Regions from separate parts of the Mus musculus genome. Here region 1 is linked to region 2. Evidence: chromatin contacts called from public HiChIP or PLAC-seq data. All regions are on one chromosome and are shown on one strand. Each heading gives the region's core, a stretch centred on a gene start, on an enhancer-like site or on the middle of the called end of the contact. The rest is flanking DNA. Distances are from core to core; before and after follow the strand shown. Region 1 overlaps Tmeff1 (transmembrane protein with EGF-like and two follistatin-like domains 1). Region 2 holds the start of Tmeff1 (transmembrane protein with EGF-like and two follistatin-like domains 1).

The links. HiChIP or PLAC-seq counts read pairs in DNA pulled down with a chosen protein or histone mark.
Region 1: a contact with region 2 is called in an H3K27ac HiChIP or PLAC-seq map of embryonic stem cells, with 8 read pairs. The contact joins the enhancer-like site here to the promoter of Tmeff1 in region 2. A contact is called at or near these places in 3 of 39 promoter capture datasets (embryonic stem cells and second pharyngeal arch cranial neural crest), 9 of 484 Hi-C or Micro-C datasets (Sertoli cells, cerebral cortex, embryonic stem cells and 1 more), 5 of 115 datasets of contacts at active chromatin or transcription factors (embryonic fibroblasts and embryonic stem cells) and 2 of 9 other capture datasets (embryonic stem cells and pancreatic islet).

The regions. Positions count from the first base shown.
Region 1 is chr4:48,620,283-48,626,042 of GRCm38.p6, reverse strand. All of the region lies in intron 5 of Tmeff1 (transmembrane protein with EGF-like and two follistatin-like domains 1), which reads right to left. Among named protein-coding and RNA genes, the nearest start is that of Tmeff1, 38 kb to the right of the region's middle. Within about 2 kb of position 2,927, at least 18 of the 459 cell types and tissues checked have an H3K27ac peak or open chromatin away from gene starts, as enhancers often do. A contact at or near this core is called in Sertoli cells and embryonic stem cells, where this site is marked.
Region 2 is chr4:48,582,047-48,588,547 of GRCm38.p6, reverse strand. It overlaps Tmeff1 (transmembrane protein with EGF-like and two follistatin-like domains 1), which reads right to left and starts at 3,374. Exons shown (of 10, transcript NM_001356272.1): 1 at 2,907-3,374. The coding sequence starts at 3,078.

The DNA of each region.
Region 1 (5,760 bases), core at 1,678-4,177, 38 kb before region 2:
CTACAAGCTTCGCTGGCAACACTACTGCCCTTTCATTCCCCGATGAGGCTGATACTACAACGCTGGCAAGGTTTTACTTTACAGCCAGGTACACAGTAGTTGCCTAAATTACACATGTGGGTTAAAACACTTCTGGGTATAATACAGATGTTACAATAAAAACGTTAAGTAACACGCAGCCTGTGCTGCGATGCCTTTATAAAAGAAAATGAATGTGTCTGTGTATCTGCTTGGACATGTACGGAACACCCCCGGAAGAGTAAACAAAACGAATCGTGATGATTGAAGGCAACTGAGTGACTGGGAACATGGGTGAGGAAGAGACCTTCCCCTGCAAAGCCTCTCTGTGCTTTTCAGTTCCTCACACTGTGAGTTTCAAAGGCATAAATGCATGCATACGTAAGTAAATAAATGACTAAATAAAATGACTCCTATGATTTAGGGCTATGATTTTGGTAAATTGCAGCTTCCAGTCTTTAAAATTGGAACAATACGTCCTAACACTGCTGACAGAATCAAAATAAGGTCTGGACGGAGGGAACCCTTTGAAATGTTTCAAATGGTGTGCATGCTTGAAAGGCATCATTGGACTATCATTCAAACAAAGCTAACCTTTGTCGTTCATTCCTCTAACTGCACGGAAAGTGCCATTTCATCTCAACAGTTTACTTAGCAGTTAGGAAAACACTGACTTAAACTAAAGCTGGTGCGTTTATTTAGATTTAACAAACGACTAATCAAGCCTGTCACAAGTTCAATACATTAAATCCTCACAAGTAGCTCTAAGTGAATAACAGATCCAAACCTCAGACTGCTATTAACCTAACAATGAAGGACCACAGGAAGCCCCCCAACTTGCGGTGGTTTGAATGAGAATGGCCACCGAAGGCGCCTACTTTTGAATGTTTTGTCCCCATTTGGTGGAACTGTTTGGGAAGAATTAGGAGGTGTGGTCTTGTTGGAGATGCACCACTGTGGTCAGGCTTTCAAAAGCCCCACACCATTCCTCATTCCCAATTCGTTCCCATGCTCCCTCCCTCCCTCCCTTCTCCTCCTCCTCCTCTACCTCCTTCTCTTCCTCTTCCTACTCCTTTTTCTTACTTCTCTCTCTCTCTCTCTCTCTCTCTCTCTCTCTCTCTCTCTCTCCCCCTCCCTCTCCCGTCCCCTCCCCTCCCCTCCCTCCTTCTCTCTCTGCCTCGTGATTGTGTCTCAAGATGTGGTGATCTCTCAGCTCCTGCTCTAGCACCATGCCTGCCTCCCACCATGCCACCTTCCACAATGGCCATGGACTAAACCACTAAAACGGTAAGTCCCAAATGAATGCTTTTATAAGTTGCCTTGATCATGATGTCTTATCACAGCAAAGTGCCTAGTCCTAGGGACCTTACAACCTGCCAGTGGCCGCATGATATACAAAACATAGTGTCACACAGATGTTGTTCTTCAAGACCAAAAAAGAACTCATAGAGACCATGGAAAATGCTTCCAAGAAGAGGTGGTGACCTTCTACCTAATTCACACTCCATTTCCATCTAGAAGGAATGGGTTAAAATAGATAAACAGGTATGGAACTCCAGACAAAGGGAGCACGGGGGAGGGAGTGCAAGGCAAGAAAAGACACTATAAGGACATTCAGAAGACTAGAGGTTGTGGAGAGATGAAGATCTGTACCTTAAAGACAAATCTATCGAGGGAAACCCTCAGAAGTTATTTCTAGAAAAGAACCTGTTTTTGCTAACATCCAGATTACACTTCACATAAAATAAATACCATTGAATAGTATTTATTTTCTATTACCAGGAGAGAGAAAACTTAAAATTATGTTTCTATAATAGTCTAAAGGACCACTGTAGAAATTCATTAAACTAATTGATTTTTATTTTTATTATCTGACAGACAATGTCATACATGTATACAATGAATTTTGATCCTATTCGTGCCCTTACCTCTCTTCCTCACCCTCTCATTCCCTCTGGAGCCCTTCTTTAAGGACGTCCCCCTCCCACTGTTTCTTGTGGTTTTGGATGTGAGCCTAGCCTTTAACAGCTGAGCATCTCTCCAGCCCCTTGTCTTCTTCTCAGAGACCCCAGCAAGGCAATTAGGGCTGCTTGCATGAGCAGGGGTGTGGGGTTATTACTGGATCATGGGCAACTTACCAAAAGCTACACCCTGAAGAAAATACATGCCCTCTACCTGTCCCTCAGTAGCCATTAATGGCCAATAGCTCCTCAGATAGCTGTGGGGCCTTGTGAATCCCCTCAATTATTTTTTAAGTCTATTATTCTGAATGTCCACAACCAGGCAATGCCAAATAGCAGCCATCAGTGGCATCTCTGTGTGGAAACAAAGCAGAAAGAAAAAATATGAGAAACACATAAAGCTTTCAGAAAGAAAAGCAAAGATTTCTCTGGCTTAGAAGGGAATCATCAGACAACCAGCAGCAGGCAGACCAAGATGTCCTCCAGGCGAGTTAGCCTGCTCTCAATGCTGTCTGCCTGCCACACCTGTACAGTTCTCTTAGCAGCTCTCAGTTATTTATATCATGCAGAGGTAAAAAGGAAAAGCAGCCCCAAAGAGCAGACTGCATCAAACACACAGAAGAGCAGAGACAACTTCCATAAAGCACAGCACACAAAGCTCAAAGAGAACCATTTGGAGGCTTTTGTATCTCACCTGTATTGGCGCCATGCCTGGAGGCTGTACCTCAGACTGTTCCTAGGCAGGGCCTGGGGTCGGGTGCACAAAGGCACCAGAGAGAAGGATCCTCTCATTAGTAGCCACACTGCTCAGAAAAATGGCCACTAGCTGACTTGTAGCAAGAACTGAAGCCTTGGACAAATTAGAAATGCCCTTGAGAAAAGGGAGATGGGCGGAAGGGTAACTCCAGGAATGCAGAGTTCAGAAATGTGCCTCAGTGTAAAGGGCGTGCTGATCACGCGGCTCAAGGCTGAAGAAGCCATCCAAAGAAGTCCCCGTCCTTCACAGCCCTCACACTGGAACCTCACTCACAAGGAAGGGAGCTGCTGGTTTGGGAACCTCAGCTACAAACCTCCAGATATAAACCCACAAGGTAAGTAATGAGAACGCAGCCACCAAACCCCATGCAAAGCTCGGGCGCCCCAGGAAAAGCACAGTCTGCCTCGGGAAGAGGGGAGAGTAGCTCAGAAGTCATTTGATTTCTAAGTTGTGCGTGCTTACGTGTGTGCCTGTATGTGGGTATGTGCATACCAGTGCAGATGCCACCCACCAAAGCGCTAGGAGTCCCATCTCCTTAAGCTAGGGCTACAGGTAGTGTGAACCCACCCAACCTGGGCGCTGGGAACTGAACCTGGGTCCAGAGCAAGCGCAGTAACTGTTCCTAATTGCTGAGGCTGAGCCATCTCTTGCCCCAGTGATTTAGATTGTGAATGACTAAAAAGAAGCCAGCAAGCAGGCGGGAAAGAAAGTAAGCAACAGAGACCGCAGTCATTTCTGAGTAGGAAAAGTATAGGCTCGTTTGACATTTCAGTTATTCCTAAACTAGACACTGTCCAGAGACTCTCTTGTTTTGTGTTTGAGGAGGCAGAAAGGCAAAGCTCAGTCAAGGTCACTGACAAGGCACACATGGCAACACCCATAAACAGCAGCTAGCAACCTGACAAGAGGGAAGAACGCTTTGTTTTGCTTTTGGGGTTGGGTGGGTGGGTGGCTGACTGTTTTCTAAGACAGTCTCATCTTACCCAAGCTGGCCTCATATTCACGGTGTACCAGAGAACGACCCTGAACTTCAGGACTCCATTTCTTGAGTGCTGGGATTACAGACACATCACACCAAGGTCTGTTTATAAAGTGCAGGAAATTGAACCCTGGGTTTAGGGCAAGTACTCTACCAACTGAGCTATTAGTCTTTGATGGCTAACCAGCTGGGCCAGGAACCTGTGTGTCTCTCCCTCTCCAGGGCTAGGGTTATACACTTGCACCATCCCACCCAGATTTTCACCTAAGGGTTGGGATCAAACCCAGGTCCACACAGGAGGACATCAAGTACCTCACCAACTGAGCTATCTTCCTATCCCAGAAAACTCATTTTACAAACAAACACAAAAGCCCAAAGTACAAGGCAGAGTGGGAAGTCAAGTCTAACAGAGAAAAACGCCACACCAGAACCCTCACACAGCACAAAGGATAAATAAAGTCTTTGTCAAAGGCCTACAAACAGCAAGCCTCTCCAGGCTTCTGAGCTCATACTCCCATGGAAAATCAGCACTGCACTTCTCTGCCCTCCTGACAACGGCCAGGAAAGCCAGTGGAAAAATTAGGTAAGAAACTTCAAGAATATGCTGAAATGTACATACTCTCCCCAAGAAAGCAAGGCAAGTCAGACAATGATGTCACATGCCAATAATCCTAGCACCCGAGAGGCTGAAGCTGGAGGGTAGGAGGTTCAAAGCTAGGTTCAGCTAAATTGGTAAGACCTTGTCTTAAAAGAGGAGAAAGGAGGCTGGGGGTGTGGGGCTCAGTGAGTACAGTGCTTACCAAGCAAGTGTGAGGACCTGAGTTCAAATCCCCAGAACCCTCAGAAAGCAAAGCATGGTAGACCAGGTCTGTAATCCCCGTGCTCCATGAGGAGATGAGCAGCAACGTCAGGAGACTGCGAGACCAGGCAGCCAGCACATACAGTAGCAGAAAAACAAACAAAGAAAAACAGAGAAACCTCTGTCTCAAGCAAGGTGGACAGTGAGGACTAACACCCAAAGCTATCCTCTCTCTGACCTCCACGTGGGTCATGGCATGCACTCATCTGACATGCAAACAGACTTTAAAAGGGGAAGGGACATGGCTGGAACAAAGATCTCTGTGGTTAAGAGTGCTTGCCACTCTGTCAGGAGGACCAGAGTCTAATTCTCAGCACCTACATTAGGCAGCTCACAACTCTCTGTACTTGCAGCCTGCAGCTCTAGGGGATCCAATACCCTCTTATGGCCTCAGAAGGTGCCTGTGTACACACACAAACACACACACACACACACACACGTGTACAAAAAAAAAAACAAAATTTTAAAGGAAGGAGCTATGAAAGGACAGAGGAATTTATACAGTATAATTAATTAAATTTTTATTAAACAGCTGAAGTTAGAAAAATATAGCCCTTTCTCTTAAAAAAATTAATTTCCATGGTACCATTACTCCTTCTTTCAACGTCCTGAATTTCCTTCAATGTATCGATTAACAGTAGAAGGAACCTTAAGTGTAAGACACTAGACAGATTATGCAGCATTTCTTCTGACAGCAAAGATATTACGAAATGAGAAAGATAAAACATTTTAATGGCTACCCATATCTAAAACTATGTGAGATCTATAGCTATGATAGTTATGTTTGAGAGCATTATCTTTCAAACCACAAGTCACATAAGCAGTGGATTATGAAGTCAATTTGTGGACCACTATGGTATTCCTTTGCTACTTTCCTGGCTATCGCGAAATGCCAGAGAAAAGCAATGTAGACCAGGAAGCTATGGTGGTTTGAATTAAAATGGCTCATATATTTGAATGTTTGGTTTCCAGTTGTTGAATTGTTTAGGAAGGATTAGGAGGTATTGGGCTAGGAGGCAGAGAGGGGGTGTCACTGGGGGTCCACCAGGCCCAGTCTCTCTCCCTTTCCCTCTCTCCTATAGCAACCTCCCCCACACCAGCATCTGCCTCCTGCCTGAGGACCAGGATGTAAGCTTCAACGACTGCTCCAGTGCCATGCCTGACTGCCTGATGCCACCCTCCCCGC
Region 2 (6,501 bases), core at 2,125-4,624:
AACAGATAAATCTGTGCACACTAGCACTCGAGTGTGTGTGTGTGTGTGTGTGTGTGTGTAGAGAAAGAGAGAGAACAAGAGAGAAGGACTGAGTGTGTGTGCACACTTAGATTCCTTATAAAGGCATGCTCTAAACCGCATCTTCTTTTCCACTAGACTGGAGATGTGGCCTAACTAGATGCTCTGACCACATCTTTTAAGGGTAGTCTGGTGAAAAAGATGGAAAATATCGAACTCCAAAAGCTTGAAAACCTACTAAACTCAACTGAAAAGAATGCACCTCTTGAATGTCTGATTAACTGACGCATCCACAAACTTCCAATAAAACACTGAAGGACCCAACCCTTCTATAATCTAAATAATTTCTATTGATAAGGCCCATAAGCTCATCTTATTTACAAATGTCACAAAACTCTAAGTAACTCAGCACACACAGCCTGACAGAATCAGACTCCATTAAAGATCCCAGAAGTCTAAAATATCAAACTGAAGGATAACAAAAGGGAGTCAAGGACAGGGCTTAGATTTTAAAGCTCAATACTCCCTTTAGATAACTTTACAAGGGAACCTTGGACTTGCCATCTCAAGCTGCATTTAACACAAACGCATCGTGTGCACAAACTGGATTACTACAGTTCTCAAACTCATCAGCCAAAATGTGCATTCGCCTTCTTTGTCCCAGAGAGTTCTAACAAAAATCTGTCGTTATGCCCTGGAATGATGTCATTATGCCCTGGAATGATGTCTCAGCCATTAAGAACACTTGCTGCTCTCACAGAGGACCTGAGTTCAGTTCCCAGCACCCACATGATAGACAGTCCAGTTCTGAGGCATTTTCTTCTCCTGCCCTCTTCTGGCCTCTGTAGGCACTGCATGCATGTGAGATATATCTATTATATGTATAATATATATAATATTATATGTGTGTGTACAGGTAAAACACATAAAAATAAAATATAGTTAAAGTATACCTTAGTCCTTGAAAACATTGAACAATATAACTTATTTACATTCATTATTGGTGACAAATATTTCTAAAGGAAGGATGAGATATTAAATCTAAATCTGTTTTAATTGAAGAAACTAGTGAAAAAATTACTGACTTGCACCCAAATTTCAGCTCTGCAGCAAGGGCTATGGCCTCCAGATGAGCCCCCTTCTTTCCACACCGTGTGAGTGCCCAGTCCTTTCTGAACACTTGCCCCACGCACTAGGACAGAAGCAGAGAGGGTACACACACACACAAATACACACACACACAAATAACCGTAACACATCACCCAGTAAGATATTTTGACAGCGTGGTCACCTAAAAAAGGTAACCATCATTTGGTACCCCAAAAAAAACCCAAATCACTCTGATTTACAAAGAGCTTATCTTCTTAAAGAGTGACGGCTTACTAAAGCGTCATCCCATCCCAATTACGATTAGAAAAATAGAAGAGAGTTTATGGGTGGAAAGGCTTTTAATGGGCATGCCATTTTTATTAGTTCTCAAAACCTCTCATAAAACATACCATATGAAAATTACTAAAAAAGGTGTCCCCCACCACAAAAAAAAAAAAAAAAAAAAAAAAAAAAAAGGCCAGCATAAAGCCTCTTTCGCCTAAATCACTGTCCTATAAACATAGCCCCTTCACGAACTCCCAGGCTGTCTGTCAGGCCCCCACTAGCTGACTCTATCGACTCTCAGGTGCACCCCTCCTCCCCGCTTCAACCCTAGTTAAAAGGACAAGTGCTGGTCTGAGAAGTGATAAAAGCCCAAGTGAGCAAGGGCTGGCTTATGACCACTAGGTCTGCTGGGCCAGCTGCAAGCAGACCTACCCTCCCCCAAGAGAACCCGGAAGCCTCTGCTCGCCCGAGGGCCTGAATCCCCTGGCTCCCCTGGGACTCTTTCCAAAAGGACGGGGGAACTTTACTGGCCGGCCCCCTCCTCCCCTGTGTCATCCATTAAAACCCCAGCACGCTCTTTGTTTCCAACAGCTGTGGGAGGGCAGGCGGCCTTGGAGAGAGGGGAGAGGTCACTTACTCCCTGGCTCCCCTGGCTGCCAATCTTCCAGGTCCTCCTGCAAAACACACACACCACCATTGCCTCTCTTTCTACACCACTTTAATTAACCCGGGGTTACTCTAGCTACACAGGGGCACTCTCTGAGACCTAATTACCTTTCATACCCAAATCCCACACAAGATGACTCCCTAGCTCCCTCCCTCTGTCAAACTGGGTTCACTACTGGGCTCTCATCTCTTCACCCTATATACGTACTCCAGCGTGGTTACCTGAGCCTCAGGCTTTGTCCAGACACAACCAACAAAACACTTCCTGGGCCCTCCTGGGACTCCCTGCTGCCCTGATGCACAGAACCGTGGACAGATTTGGTCCCCACTGCACCCCTGAACCCAAAGGACAAACATAACCACTCCTTCTTTTTACCGGCATTACCCCTCTTAAAACCCAGGAACTCTTAAGAACCTCCCCACCAACACATGGTCAGTTCTCAGGCCCTTATCCTCAGTCCGCCAGTTCCTCACCATCACACTCACACACAAACACACACACACGCACACACTCCCCTTGAAGCCTAGCCGTCCTCCCTCCCTTGGGGCTTCACAACACTTTACACGCGCTTCCACGAGCAAACCCAGGATCACTGCTCCGTCTCGCGGAACCTCACCAGCTCACCACGCCGCAGGGCCGCCCTAGTCCCGGCCACTCGACACCTACGGACCCACAAACGACCACTCCCCATCCCCAACCCAGGTCCCCAAAGCCCGCACCGCGAACTCTCGTCCTGCCCTCCGCCCGGCCCCCGGGACTCCTCAGCACCCTGGTCCACACCGGGTCCTCCCGCGGCCCAGAACGGCGGAAGGGAGGAGCCCCAGAGGCGGGCGCCGGCGGCTCCTACCTGAGCAGTTGCTCTTGCCTCTGCCTCCCGGACAGTCCCCGCCGCCGCCCGCGGGCTGGTTGGACGCGCGGCTCCCGGGCAGGCAGAAGGCGAAGAGCAGAAGCACCGACGTGTAGCCGCAGACGGCGAGCGGGGGCGCGGCCGGCAGCCGGAGCGGCGCCTGGGCGCCCATGCTGTCGCGGCCGCACGGCGGGGAGCTCAGGGAGCGGCAGGCCGGGCACACCGGCCCCGCGCCGCCTCCTAGCAGCCGTGCAGCCGCCCGGGGCAGCCCCGCAGCATCCCCGCCAGGCCCCGGCCCTCCGCGCTCGGGACAGCCTCGTTGGGAGACCCCGGCGCGGGCGAGGGGCGCGGGCGCGCGAGGGCAGGGAGCGCGCCGCGTGGGGAACACGGAGCTGGGGCGCGCGCGGGGGGCGCGGGGCGGGGACGGACGCAGCTTCTAGCTCGCAGGCTCGCCTTCCCTTTGTGTCCGCGCGGCTGTCGCCGCCGCGTCACAAAGACCCCGGCCCGCCCGGTGAGGGGCGCGTGACGGAGCCGCGGGCGGGGAGGGAGCGGCGACCCCGCCCCGCGCACACCCCCGGCGCCGAGCTCCGCCCCTCCCGGGGAGCCATTGTTCCTGAGGCGGGCGGGGGCGCGGGCCGGGGTCGCCGATCCCTCCGGCTGGCCGGACGGCGCCGAGGATACTGGAGAGAGCTTCGGGACGGTGTCTCAGAAGCCCTTTGTGAGCCTTTCCCACGCGCCTTCTAACCCTGCACGAGCTCGGGTGGTCTTTCGTGTGTTTTCCAGGTGGAGTTAAAGGCAAAAGGTGACTTGTCCAAGGTCAGTCACATCCCAAGAAATGGGCAGGATCGGGATTGGTACCTAGTGCTCACTCCCGCTGTGCACTTCTCCGGGGAAAAGGCTTAATCCCCAAGACTCGCCCCACCGGGTTCCTGGATAACTACATCTCTCGGCTGAATCTTTAAAGTGCGTTGCCCTTTCCGCGCATAATAGCAAAGATTTAGAGCGGATTTGCTATATCCAAGGCCTAGAGGAAGCTCTTAGCCTGTATCCTCTCCAGTTCTATTTCACAGCCCTACAAAGGAGTTCCCATACTGGTTTTCTGCCTTCCCCAAATCAGGAAGTTGGGACCAAGAGTCTTCCAGCTGTCTGGAGCCCAGTACAGTCCTCTGCAGCCCTCACCTTGCTAGATGATAACTTTACACAGGCAATAAGACCATAGGCCAAATTTTTGGAAATTTTCCGCTTTGTTCGAAGTCTGTTATTGTTGCCCACTTCAGAAGGAATTCTAGAATTTCATTGTAAAATTAAGAAAATTGCAAAAAGGACACTTGAAGAAAGCTACAATCTAAATACAAAACAAACACTGAACATAGAAGTAAAGACAAGGAGGCTTTGAGAAGTCCAGGCAAGGGAGAAAGCTTTGGAGACCAGCAAGAGATAGCCGGCAGCTGAGAGCCCAGGCTGCTTTTGCAGAGGCCCCAGCTTGGATTCCCACAGCATCACAACCATCTGTAAACACTGTACCAAGAACTCTCTTCTGGCCTCAAAGGGCAGTGTAGGCATGTGGTATAGATATGCATCAAACAAAACACCCATATACATTACAAATAAACTTATTTTCAAAAAAAATTTAAAGCCACTAGCAACAAAGGGAAAGATATTTAAACCAAAAAGTTACCCCTCTGGATGATTATTAAAAAGTTAGAAAGACTGACAAACTTAGCACTATTCATGCATACATTTTGGAGGGCGCGGCAACCTAAATATGAAGAAAAAAACTAAATTTGTTTTCCTAACAATACCAATATTGGAATTTTTGCTTTAGAGATGGTTGAACAAGACACAACAATGAATAAAGGAAGATTTTCATGACAGCTTTTGTGTAACAGTAAAATATGACCCCGGTGGTCATCTTTGTGTATAGATTTTGATAATGATTAGGTTAATGATGAATGGTATAGAAACAGGGATACTGGAGACTGGAGAGATGGTTCAGTGATGGAGTCCTTCCTAGGTTTGGTTCTCAGCGGCCACATCAGGTGATGCCCAACTGCCTGTGACTCCAGTTCCCGGCAGTCTGAAGCACATAAACCCATATAGGCACACATCAATAAATAAATGCTCTTTAAAGAAAAGAAAACCTTTCTTTTCTAAACTATACATATGTACCAACCCAAAGAAAGAGCAAGACTGCTTTACCCCATTACATTACCACTGACTCTGGAAAAGAGGATTGTGGGTGATAGGTACTTGCCGCTCATATTTTTCTGTTGAGTTTTTTTTCAATGAAAAGGTTTTGTCATCATAATTTTAAAAACTATTTGCTGTTAAGTTGCACATCTGCCATGCTTTTTATCTAAATAGATCTGCATCTCCAACACCGTCTATAGTTTGCCTCCAGCCTCTGAGCTGTTAGCCTAGCACACTTCCTGATGCACTGAACCAAGAGTGATCCCAGCCCCTGCCTGCTCAGCCACAGCAGAGGCCTCCTCCTGTGGCCCAGCTCCCAGCAGCCTCTCTGTTAAAGCTTAATGTCACAGATGTCTCCTCCATGAACAGTGTCTTCACGCTCCCAGCCCCAGGATGCTGCCTTATGCAAATATTTCCATTTGCCTGCTAATCCTAGCCCAGGCAAAAATACTAAGAGGACACAACCTTAGTTTAAATTGAAAGCAAATAACCCTAGGTCTTGAATCACAATTCGCATCTGGATCCTTTTCCAGATCAGCTAAGGAAAAAGTCAAAATGGAGTTCTCCACATTTTTCACATTGGAAAAGATTCTGCGAGGGGACTTTACTCCAGGGAGAAAGGATCTCTCTGACTTTAGTACTACTGTGTCAGAAAGGAGTTCTCATTTTATTGTTTGGTCAAAGAAGAAAAAATATTTTAGAGGTTACATAGAAGCCCTATCATACTTCTTAGTATTTGTGATTGCCAAATAACAGATAACTAAAGGATGTGGAACTCCTATGTAAAATCCACCCAGAGAGTTTAAAAGGAATGTAGATTTCTGAAAACTGCTCCAGACAGTCTAGAGGAAGTTTTAGTATCTATTTCTTTTAAAGTTCTCTAAATAATTCAGATGCACTGCCAAGGTGAGGAACCCCATGACCTAACCTTGATCAATCAACTATTGCTCCTTAACAAACAACCATAAAATGTGGGCACCAGCCGGGCGTGGTGGCGTATGCCTTTAATCCCAGCACTCAGGAGGCAGAGGCAGGCAGATTTCTGAGTTTGAGGCCAGCCTGGTCTACAAAGTGAGTTCCAGGACAGCCAGGGCTATACAGAGAAACCCTGTCTCGAAAAACCAAAAAAAAAAAAAAAAAAAAAATGGGCACCATGAGACAGTCTTTCTTCATAGGCCTTATGGGGTCTGTGCTAGGATTGGCTGATCTAGGGTAGCCCTGGCTGAATGGCTCTGCTTCAACGGAAGATCCAGCAGTTCCTGTGCACAGGCTGAACACTGGGTCACTCCACCAGAATTAATGCTGGCACTCTGGTTGCCAGAGCAGAGGCTTCTGGGAGAATTTGTCAGTGTTGAAGTTTATGCAGGCAGCTTCCTCCTGCTGCTTGTCCACATCTAATAACATC